Linked DNA regions of Mus musculus: region 2 is linked to region 1. A link is a contact called in public HiChIP or PLAC-seq data. All regions are on one chromosome and are shown on one strand. The core of a region is the stretch at or near the end of the contact, and the rest is flanking DNA. Distances in the headings are between cores, read along the strand shown.

Evidence for each region. HiChIP or PLAC-seq counts read pairs in DNA pulled down with a chosen protein or histone mark.
Region 2: an H3K27ac HiChIP or PLAC-seq map of embryonic stem cells shows a contact between it and region 1, with 10 read pairs. The contact joins the promoter of 2810454H06Rik here to the enhancer-like site in region 1. A contact is called at or near these places in 2 of 39 promoter capture datasets (hippocampal neurons and macrophages), 3 of 484 Hi-C or Micro-C datasets (the 3T3-L1 cell line, bone marrow-derived macrophages and embryonic fibroblasts), 7 of 115 datasets of contacts at active chromatin or transcription factors (the SCID.adh cell line, embryonic stem cells, epiblast stem cells and 3 more) and 4 of 9 other capture datasets (adipose tissue, liver, macrophages and 1 more).

Annotation. Positions count from the first base shown.
Region 1 is chr6:134,958,149-134,962,641 of GRCm38.p6, forward strand. No RefSeq gene overlaps it. Among named protein-coding and RNA genes, the nearest start is that of Apold1, 22 kb to the right of the region's middle. Within about 2 kb of position 2,458, at least 25 of the 459 cell types and tissues checked have an H3K27ac peak or open chromatin away from gene starts, as enhancers often do. A contact at or near this core is called in embryonic stem cells and liver, where this site is marked.
Region 2 is chr6:134,896,017-134,900,509 of GRCm38.p6, forward strand. It overlaps 2810454H06Rik (RIKEN cDNA 2810454H06 gene), which reads left to right and starts at 1,945. Exons shown (of 1, transcript NR_029441.1): 1 at 1,945-4,493. It overlaps Gpr19 (G protein-coupled receptor 19), which reads right to left and starts at 2,178. Exons shown (of 4, transcript NM_001362050.1): 1 at 1,816-2,178; 2 at 1,146-1,197. RefSeq lists a cis regulatory region at 1,590-2,125.

The sequences.
Region 1 (4,493 bases), core at 1,208-3,707:
CTCCCTAAAGCTGCTCCTGGTAGGTATTCAGTCAATGTGCCAAGAAAAATAACAAATAGACAAATCTTAAAACCTAGAATTTGGGCTGGAGAGATGGCTCAGAGGTTAAGAGCACTGACTACTCTTCCAGAGGTCCTGGGTTCAATTCCCAGCAACCACATGGGTGGCTCACAACTATCTGTGTTTCTTGTTTTTTTTTTTTTTTTTTCTTTTCTTGAGACAGGGTTTCTCTGTGTAGCCCTGGCTGTCCTGGAACTCACTCTGTAGACCAGGCTGTCCTTGAACTCAGAAATCGGCCTGCCTCTGCCTCCTGAGTGCTGGGATTAAAGGCGTGCGCCACCACTGTCCAGCTTGCAACCATCTCTAATGGGATCTGACGCCCTCTTCTGGTGTGTCTGAAGACAGCTACAGTGTACTTAGATATAATAATAAATAAATCTCTAGGCCAGAGGGAGCAGGGCAGACTGGAGCGAGCAACCTTCATTCCCAGCAACCACATGATGGCTTACAATCATCAGTACAGCTACAGTGTACCTATACACATAAAAACAAACAAACAAACAAACAAATGAATAAATAAATATATTTAAAAAAAAGATGTTTAAAAAAAAAAAAACCTGGGGCTGGTGAGATGGCTCAGTGGTTAAGAGTGCTGACTGCTATTCCAAAGGTCCCGAGTTCAAATCCCAGCAACCACATGGTGGCTCACAACCATCCATAACGAAATCTGATGCCCTCTTCTGGAGTGTCTGAAGACAGCTACAGTGTACTTTCATATAATAAATAAATAAATCTTAAAAAAAAACCTGGAATTCGCAAGTATGTTATGTCCTATGACAAAGGAGAATTAAGGCTGCAGAGAATTAAATTTGTTAATTTGCTGACCTTACAGTAGGGAGTCAGCTTGGATCATTCAGATGGTTCTATTGGAATGACATCATCCTGAAATGTGGACCAGATAGAACCGTAGTGACATGGGGACTGACTCTACCTTGCAACCTTGGAAGTTCTGAAAAATAAAGAGGTTATAAGGCCAAAGAAGCAGGATTTCAGGGAGGTAGATTGTCTTCTACAACATCTACAAAGGAACTCTGCCCCGGTGAAACCCATGAATCTATGTATGCATGCATGTATATATGTATCCTCATATACCATAGCCCCTGTGTGGAGGTCAGATGACAGCCTTCAGGAGTTAGAGATCAAACTCAAGCAGGCATCTTAGCACCCTAAGCCACCTCATCAGTCAGTCCCAAATATGTGAGGTATTGACTGTGTGCTAGGCTGCCGGTGGTAACATGCTACACTGGCACATTAAGAATGCTTACACGAGTCTTTGGTATTCCAGTGGATTCATTCCAGCATCTCCATTGGAATCAGATTCCCTGGGTGCTCACAGCCCTCCTGTAAAATGGTACAGCATTTGTCTGCAACGGACACATGCCCTTCTCTGGGCTTTAAGTGAGCCTAGATGGGCTGGAGAGGTGATTTAGTGGTTAAAAGTGCATACTACTCTCAGAGAGGACAGGGTTCAGTTCTCAGCACGAACTTGGAGCCACTCACAACTGTCTACAACCCCAGCTCCATGGGATGGGATACCTTCTTCCGGACAATATGGCACCTCCTTGTACATACACACACACACACACACACACACACACACACACACACACACACACACACACCCAGACACATAAAATTAAAAGCACGATAAATCTTATAAATCATCTATAGAATGCTTACAACACCCACCAGAATATAAATGCTATGCAAACAGTCATCCTGCGCTGTTTGGGAGATAACAAGAGTAAAAATCCAAATATATTTCAAATGTTTCCCACCAGCAGGTGGCTGAACCCACACAGGGGGTTTACAGATGTAGAGGGCTGGTGATATTCTTAAATGTGACTGGAAAGTGTCACTTGCACTCCTGACTCCTCTGCTCTGCATGGTGAGGTGGATTAGGTGACTCTGGTGCTGTCTCTCATTGTCCCTCCCAGAATCTGTAGCTGTCAGTGAAGTCCATGCATGCTTGCTGTGAATTCGTGCATCGTTTTTTTTTTTTTTTTCCTCTTCACTCTTCATCCTGTCCCCATGCTCAGCATCTCTGGAGAGCCCTTCCCAGCTCCTGGCCTGCAGACGGGGACCTGGCCCCGTTAGGAATCTCATTTCATTCATTGTCTGCCTCCACCCAAGATTCACGGTTCTGATTTCTCTCCACCAAAGTCACAACAAATTTAAGTCTACCTAGATCCCCTTCCTGAGTGACCCTTGACATTGAGTTTTCTTTTCTTTCCTGCTGAGTTCTGGCCTACTTGGAATTTTATTTATGCCTTTGGGGCAGAGGATACACGCTTTTAAATGATGCGCGCTGCCAACACCTCTTTTCTTGTCTACCAGGAAGAATGCGAGCTTTGTAGCTTTGTACCCTCTGTGCCCTGTGCTCACTAGAGCGCCTTTGTTGAACTAAGCAGGGGCACTGGCAGAGAGGAGAACTAGAGGAGGCCAAAAGGCTCTTCCGAACACAGAGAGAGGTCGTGGTTAAAAGAGAAAGGGACTGGAAGTTTGAGAAGGGGAGAATGGTGGGGGTTGGGGGTGGGGAGCAGGGAGCGGGGAGAGGGGAGCGGGATGGATTAGCTACACAATTTTTGAAGACAAGCAAGGAAATGCAAATAACAGTCTAAAGAGCGTTCTCTCCCTTTTCACATTCTCTTTCCTTCTTTAAATGTTCAAGTTGGGTAAGGTAGCACACACCTATAACCTCAGAATTCCGGAGCCTGGGGCAGGGGGATTACCACAAGGTCAATGCCTACCTGGGAACAGCAAGGCTCCAGAGGCACATCTGATGCCTCCAAGTGGTGTGTTAGCCTGAGAAGTTCTCATTTAACTAATTGATTAGTTAAGGGATAATTGATCGATTGAGACAGAGTCTCACTGTGGAATCCAGGCTAGCCTCAAGCCAACATTTTCTGTTTTCCTTCTCCTGTCTGTTTTCCTCTTTCCTGGGATTACAGGCCAGTGCAGCCATGCCTGGCTACTTAAGAGATTTAACTATCAAAATAAAACAAATGTATCTAAGTAAAAAACGCTTTTTTTTGGGGGGGGGGTATACCTCAGTGGTAGAATGCTTATTTAGAAAACACCAGGCCCTACGTTTAATCTCCTTAGACTGACTTGGGACATTAAAAACAAAAACAAAACAAAACTGTTTTTTAGCTACAAATAGAGCAATCAGCCCAGCCTATATGGACTTCTAGGCCAGCCCCAGGAACACAGCAGGATGCTGTTCCACACAAAGCCCAAAGCACCCGACCCAAGGCCAAGTGAATGGCTCAGTGGGTAGGGCACTCAAAGCCTGAGTTCTATGCCTAGAGCCCAGGAAGTGGTTGAAGTTGTCCTCTGACCTCCACCCCTGCGCTGTGGCACACTGGTTCCCATCCACACATCCACACAACAAACCTAACAATTAAAAAGGAAAGGAAAACGAACCAAAGCTGGGGTTTAGTTTGGTGACTCGAGTACTTGAGTGAGTACTTGCCCTGGGTTTGATCCCTAGACCTTCATCAACTGTGTAGCGGCTCAAAGCTGTGATCTTAGCACTCAGGAGGTGGAGGCAGGAGGATCAGAAGTTGAAGGTCAGTGTCAGCCACAAATCAGGTTTAAGACCAGCTGTGGTATAGGAGACCTTGTTTCAAAAACCAAAACAATTTGAAACAAACCAAAGGCTGGCTGTCCTTTTAGGTAGAGAGCTGTGTTATGTTAGTATAAGCCCGGCTCTCCCTGGCTGCCTTTCCTAGCTCTGCCCTTGGGCTGTGGCTTAATTGGCAGATTTGGGGCTCTTTCCCAATAAAGCTTCAGACCACTGAGTTGGGAAACTCTTCTGCTTCTCACATTAAACTACACTTAGCAATCAAGCTCTATCAGGAATAAACAGTGATCTGGCGTCTCCTTCCATTCCGCTGTCTTGTCTGGCTTTGTTTAGAGCTCTGAGGAGGGGCGTAATTAGTTCCCTGGGCACCGTGACAACGGTCCAGCATTCGGTGCATTGGTCAGAAAATTGATAAGTAAGAAGTAAACACAATTAGGAAGAAGCAAGAGAATAAACACGGAGAGACCAAGGTTTCAGGAGAGGCCGCATTGGCCTTGCTCCCAAGCCTTGCCTTTCATGTGTGGGGATGTTTATCTCAGAGGGGAGGTTTGTATGGGCTTATCTTGGGCCAGGTAGGTTTTAATGATGGTGCAGTCAGCTTGTGACAGCTGTGGCCTGGGGAAAGACCTTGGAAAGCCCCTTGGGAGCTTGGAGGGCCTTGCCAATGTCACTGGGGCTTTGTTAAGGCCTTAGTAGGGGTCAGCAGGCTGAAGAAGCCTTAGGGTCAATGAGAATTTAGGCAAGGGGCTGAATTGTGGGGAGTGTGTCTTTTTCACGCGTTGCCTCTTTAGATATTGGGGAGAATGAAACTCTTTGTCGTTTGTTTAACTGTGAGACAGCTTGGCTC
Region 2 (4,493 bases), core at 695-3,194, 63 kb before region 1:
TTTCCCCTTCATTTTCCTGTGGATTCAGCACAAACAACCCACACAACAGAATACAATCAGCCAAAATACAGTGCTTTACAGGGAACTGTCTGAGAGGGTCTGGTTCTGTCTTCCCTCGTTCCTTCCTCTCTCCATCCCCTCCCCAGGCTATGTCCCAGATAGGTTCAAGCAGTCCTCCTGGCTCATCCCTGGGTAGCTAGGGCTATAGGTGTATGATCCTATACCTGGTTTCCAAGGGCTTTCCTCTAAACATAGCGCCTTCTCCATCACTGCCAGCTTTAATCCTAAGACCTTCCATTCTTTGTTTTCTTACAAAGGAAGCTATATTGCTACTCTGTTGTTAGGACTAGTCAAATTATATATCCCGTCAATCTTCCTGCATTTTCTTTATAAAGCACACAAAGGATCAAAATATATCCAGAACTGTACCCAACACACACTTGGGAGTGTCAGCTATTCAGAAAGTTGAGATAAGAGACTAGATTTTTTTAGTCCATTTAGGCATATCTGATCAATACAGTGAGGTAACTCTTTCACACAGGCAGAGAGAGAGAGAGAGAGAGAGAGAGAGAGAGAGAGAGAGAGAGAAAGAGAGAGAGAGAGAGGAGTCAACCCCCCACATCCATGGGTTTCACATCCTCACATTCAGCCAAAAGCAGATATAAAAATAGAGAAGATAAATTTGCATCTGTACTGAATGCTTTTCTTGCCATTACTCCCTATACAATATAGTACAGGAGCTATTTACATAGCATTTACATCGATGTACATATCACAAATAATCTAGAGATTGTTTAAACTTTACAGAAAGATGTACAAGGGTCATATGCAAATAGTATACCTCATTACGCAGGGGACTTGAGCATCATGCATTGCGGGACTTGTGCAAGGTCCTGCAAACAATCTCCAGGGACAGTAAAAATGACAATACTGTCTGTACTATATAGCACTGCTCCCAATATTAGAGTGAATCCTAAGATCTACACAACTGGAAGGCTATAGATTAGAAATCTATAATCTTGTAATGAGCCAGTGACTCATCTGAGTGACTTGTTAGCCAAATTTCATTCCGGCTGAACCGTGAAGTTGGTGGGAGAGGCCAGGCATTCTATTGGAAAGAGGACACTTCAGTTGCCGGATGGTACCTCAGAGTCGTGATAGGGCAAAAATCCAGTTTGTGCAGGTGTTCCACGTCCCCTGAGAGAGAAAAGAGGCCAAATCAGTCAGAGCGGTCCACACTTGCAACATCCTAAGACTCCAGATTATCTGTTTTACCCCGCCCCAACCTCAGCTCTTGCCTGCGACAACTTTAAAAAATGTTTCTGTTGCACTCAAAGACATCCCCATTTCACTTCGCTATCGTAGACTAAATATGCGGCACTGCTGCCTACTTGCTTATAAATATGCGTAAATATTTTAAGCTAAACTTCCTCTACTGCTCTAATTCCTCCTAGCCTCATCTCTCAAGCCTTCATTGGCTCCTTCCATTTTTAAAACTTCTCATCTTCATATCACTGTGTTAGCCCGGTCCACATTCACAGCCTCTCAGAATCTTCGGGGGTGGGGGGGGGGAAGTCCCGTTCGTTCCCCAGATTTATCCTTTTATGCCAGTTAGCTCGCGTGCCACACAACGAAATCGCAACATCTTTTAAAAACCGCGAGGGGTTCTCTTCCCACTCTGACTCTTGGATTCGCGGAGACCTCATGACCCATACGAGAACAGAAGAATGGGGGGGGCGAGTTACAGTCAAGTGGAATTTTGACCGAAAAATCCCTAAGGACGTGCCGCAGTGGGCGTGAATCCCCGGCTCCGACCTGACTGACATCCCTCGGGGGCCGACGGGGCCACCTGTGACCAAGCAGGAAGTTCTGAACGGTTTGCGCGCCAAAAAGCCCAGCGCATGCGCACACAGCCACGGGCGGGGCGGGGGCGGAGTCCCGGCTGGCACAGGATCTCGCGTTGTCTGGGGAAAGAGGCACAGAGGTCTTTACGGTGGCGTTGTGGGAACCGCCCACCACCTCTCCTTTAAATCTTCTTTCTTTCTTCTTTTTTTTCTCTGTCTTTTCTCTGTCCTCTCAGCCTCAGTGTAGACAGTGAGCGAAAGAGCTCAAGGCCGGCAGCTCTGTGGAAGAGTTATGGCTGCCATGGTCGCGCAGCCGGTGCCTCAGAGTGAGAGTAGCAGAAGCCACACCGTCGATCGTCTTAAGATGCTAGGGTTTGCTTTGGCCTTCCCCCTTTTTTATGATGCTATGCAAACCAAAAAACAAAAAACAAAACAAAAAAAAAATCACCTTGGCGCACGGCGCCTGCGCAGTGCTTGTTTACCGCGGGCCGAGCGCAGGCCCCTTCCCTCCGCCCAGATCCTGCGCCTGCGCCTGCGCGGCTGACGTGGATTTCTCCGGGAAAACCGCGCCTCCTAGTCCCGGGACTAGGGAGCGAGCAGCCGAGTGTGCCGTGGGAATCTCGGAGCCCTGAAATGAGAACCACAACGCCCAGAGTCGGTGTCGCGGCAGGATCGTGAGCACAGATGACCCAGGTGCTGTGCACGCCACCGTCGCTGAAGTGAGCAGCGGAGCGTGAGAGCGAAGACCGGCGGCGCTGACGCCTCAAAGGATGGACTTTGTTTAGCAAAGATGCAAATAAGCCTGACCCTAAGGCCGCCGGAGTTCGAGCAATTCCTGACTGGGCTAAGACTGTTCTTGAAGGCGACTCAGAAAGGCGGCCATGCAAATTTTGAAACTAGAAAGAGCTGACACTAGAAGCAGTAGCCCTTTAAAGCAGAAGCCAGTTAGTTCATAAGAGTCTGAATGTCCCTTCAAAGTCCGCTCTAAATAGACTCAGACAGTGCTCATAAAATATTATCTGATAAGCATAGATTATTTTAGATATGGTTATCCATTTGCAAGTAGAGGCAAACTGATTTGTGAAGGAATTTCTATTGATAGATTCCAGTACGTTCAAAAAAAATTAATAACTGGCAACTTAGCTAAGCCTGAGCATTTTTCTAGTTTTCAAAACAATGGAATTTATTTGGCAATTTTATTAGACCCTATTTTTTGACCGGTGAGATTGAAGTCTTTAGATTTGTAACATTTTTCTACCAGAAAAAGTGAGATTTTAACCAGTAAGAAGGGGGAAATGTATGTATGTGAACAGAAGAGGTCAGAACTTGAAGACTTGTCATGCTTCCAACATTTGTCTCAAGAGAAGCTATCATCTCACCTCGGATTTTTTTTTTTATGTTCAATATAATAGTAAAATTTAGCATACTTTGAACATTTTTTTTCCTATACAATCTGGGTATGGTGGTACATTGAAGAAGAAAAAAAATGGGGTTTGTAGATCAGTTGGTAGGCTCCTTGCCTAAAAGCCACGGATTTATGCAGAACTGAGTAAAATGGGACTTGGTGGTAGACCTATAGAGGCAGGATCAGAAGTTCAGGGCAATCCCCACGTATGGAGTCATAAACCAGCCTGGGCTACATGAAACGCTGTTTTAAACAAAGAAACAGGTTCTCTATTATAGATAAGAACAATAGCTTACTTGAGGTAGAATGATAACCAGTTTTCCACACCTATATTGACCTGACATTTCCTTCATAAGAGAGAAAATACAGAGAGGGTGAATGAATTTCTTGTTCATATTTATGACTAGACTAACTCAAAAAGGGCTTCCTTTGTTAAGACTGACATCTGTCCTCAAAGAAGCTATCACTGCAGATTGTAGCGGTTGGTTGTTTTTTGAGAGAGGGTCTTGCTATGTAATGGAGAATGGCTTCAAATTTGGAATCCTCTTGTCTCATTCTCCCAAGTGCGGGGACTACAGAGGTACGCCACCTTAGCCACCCTAAAGGATTGCATTGAACAGTATAATCTGGCTCTAATGGAAAGTCTGTATGGGAGTTAGATGAAGAGTCCATCGGGGCTGCAGAGATGGCTCAGCGATGAAAAGCAGTCGCTGCTCTTGAAGACAACTGGAGTCCAATTCCTACTGCCCACATGGCAGCTCATAAACTCTGAGAACTCCAACTCCAGGGGATCCAGTACCCTTTCCTGCCCAGCGTGGGAACCACACGTGATGCATGTAAATGCACACAGCAAACAATTTTTTTGTCTTTTTTTTTTTTTTCTTCAAGAGATAAAAGTCTGACCTTCATCTTCAAAGCTAGTTTCTGGGAGGCTTAGGAGTTTCAGGTGTTCAAAGCCAGCCTAAGGAGTGCAGGAAAACATTGTCTCAAACAACCTGGCAATGGATAACAACAGAAAACACAAAAAGACAATTAAAAGGTTGCTGGGCTGTCACGACTACTCAGTGAGTATATGCATTTGCCACCAAGTGCAGATGACCTGAATTTGATCCCCTGGATGAACACAGTGGAAGGGGATAACCTACTCTTAAAGATTGTCCTCTGGCCTCTACATGTGGGCTGTAGTGTCTTTACACTCAAACACTAAATGTAAGACATTTGGATTTAAAAGAAAGTGAAGCCTT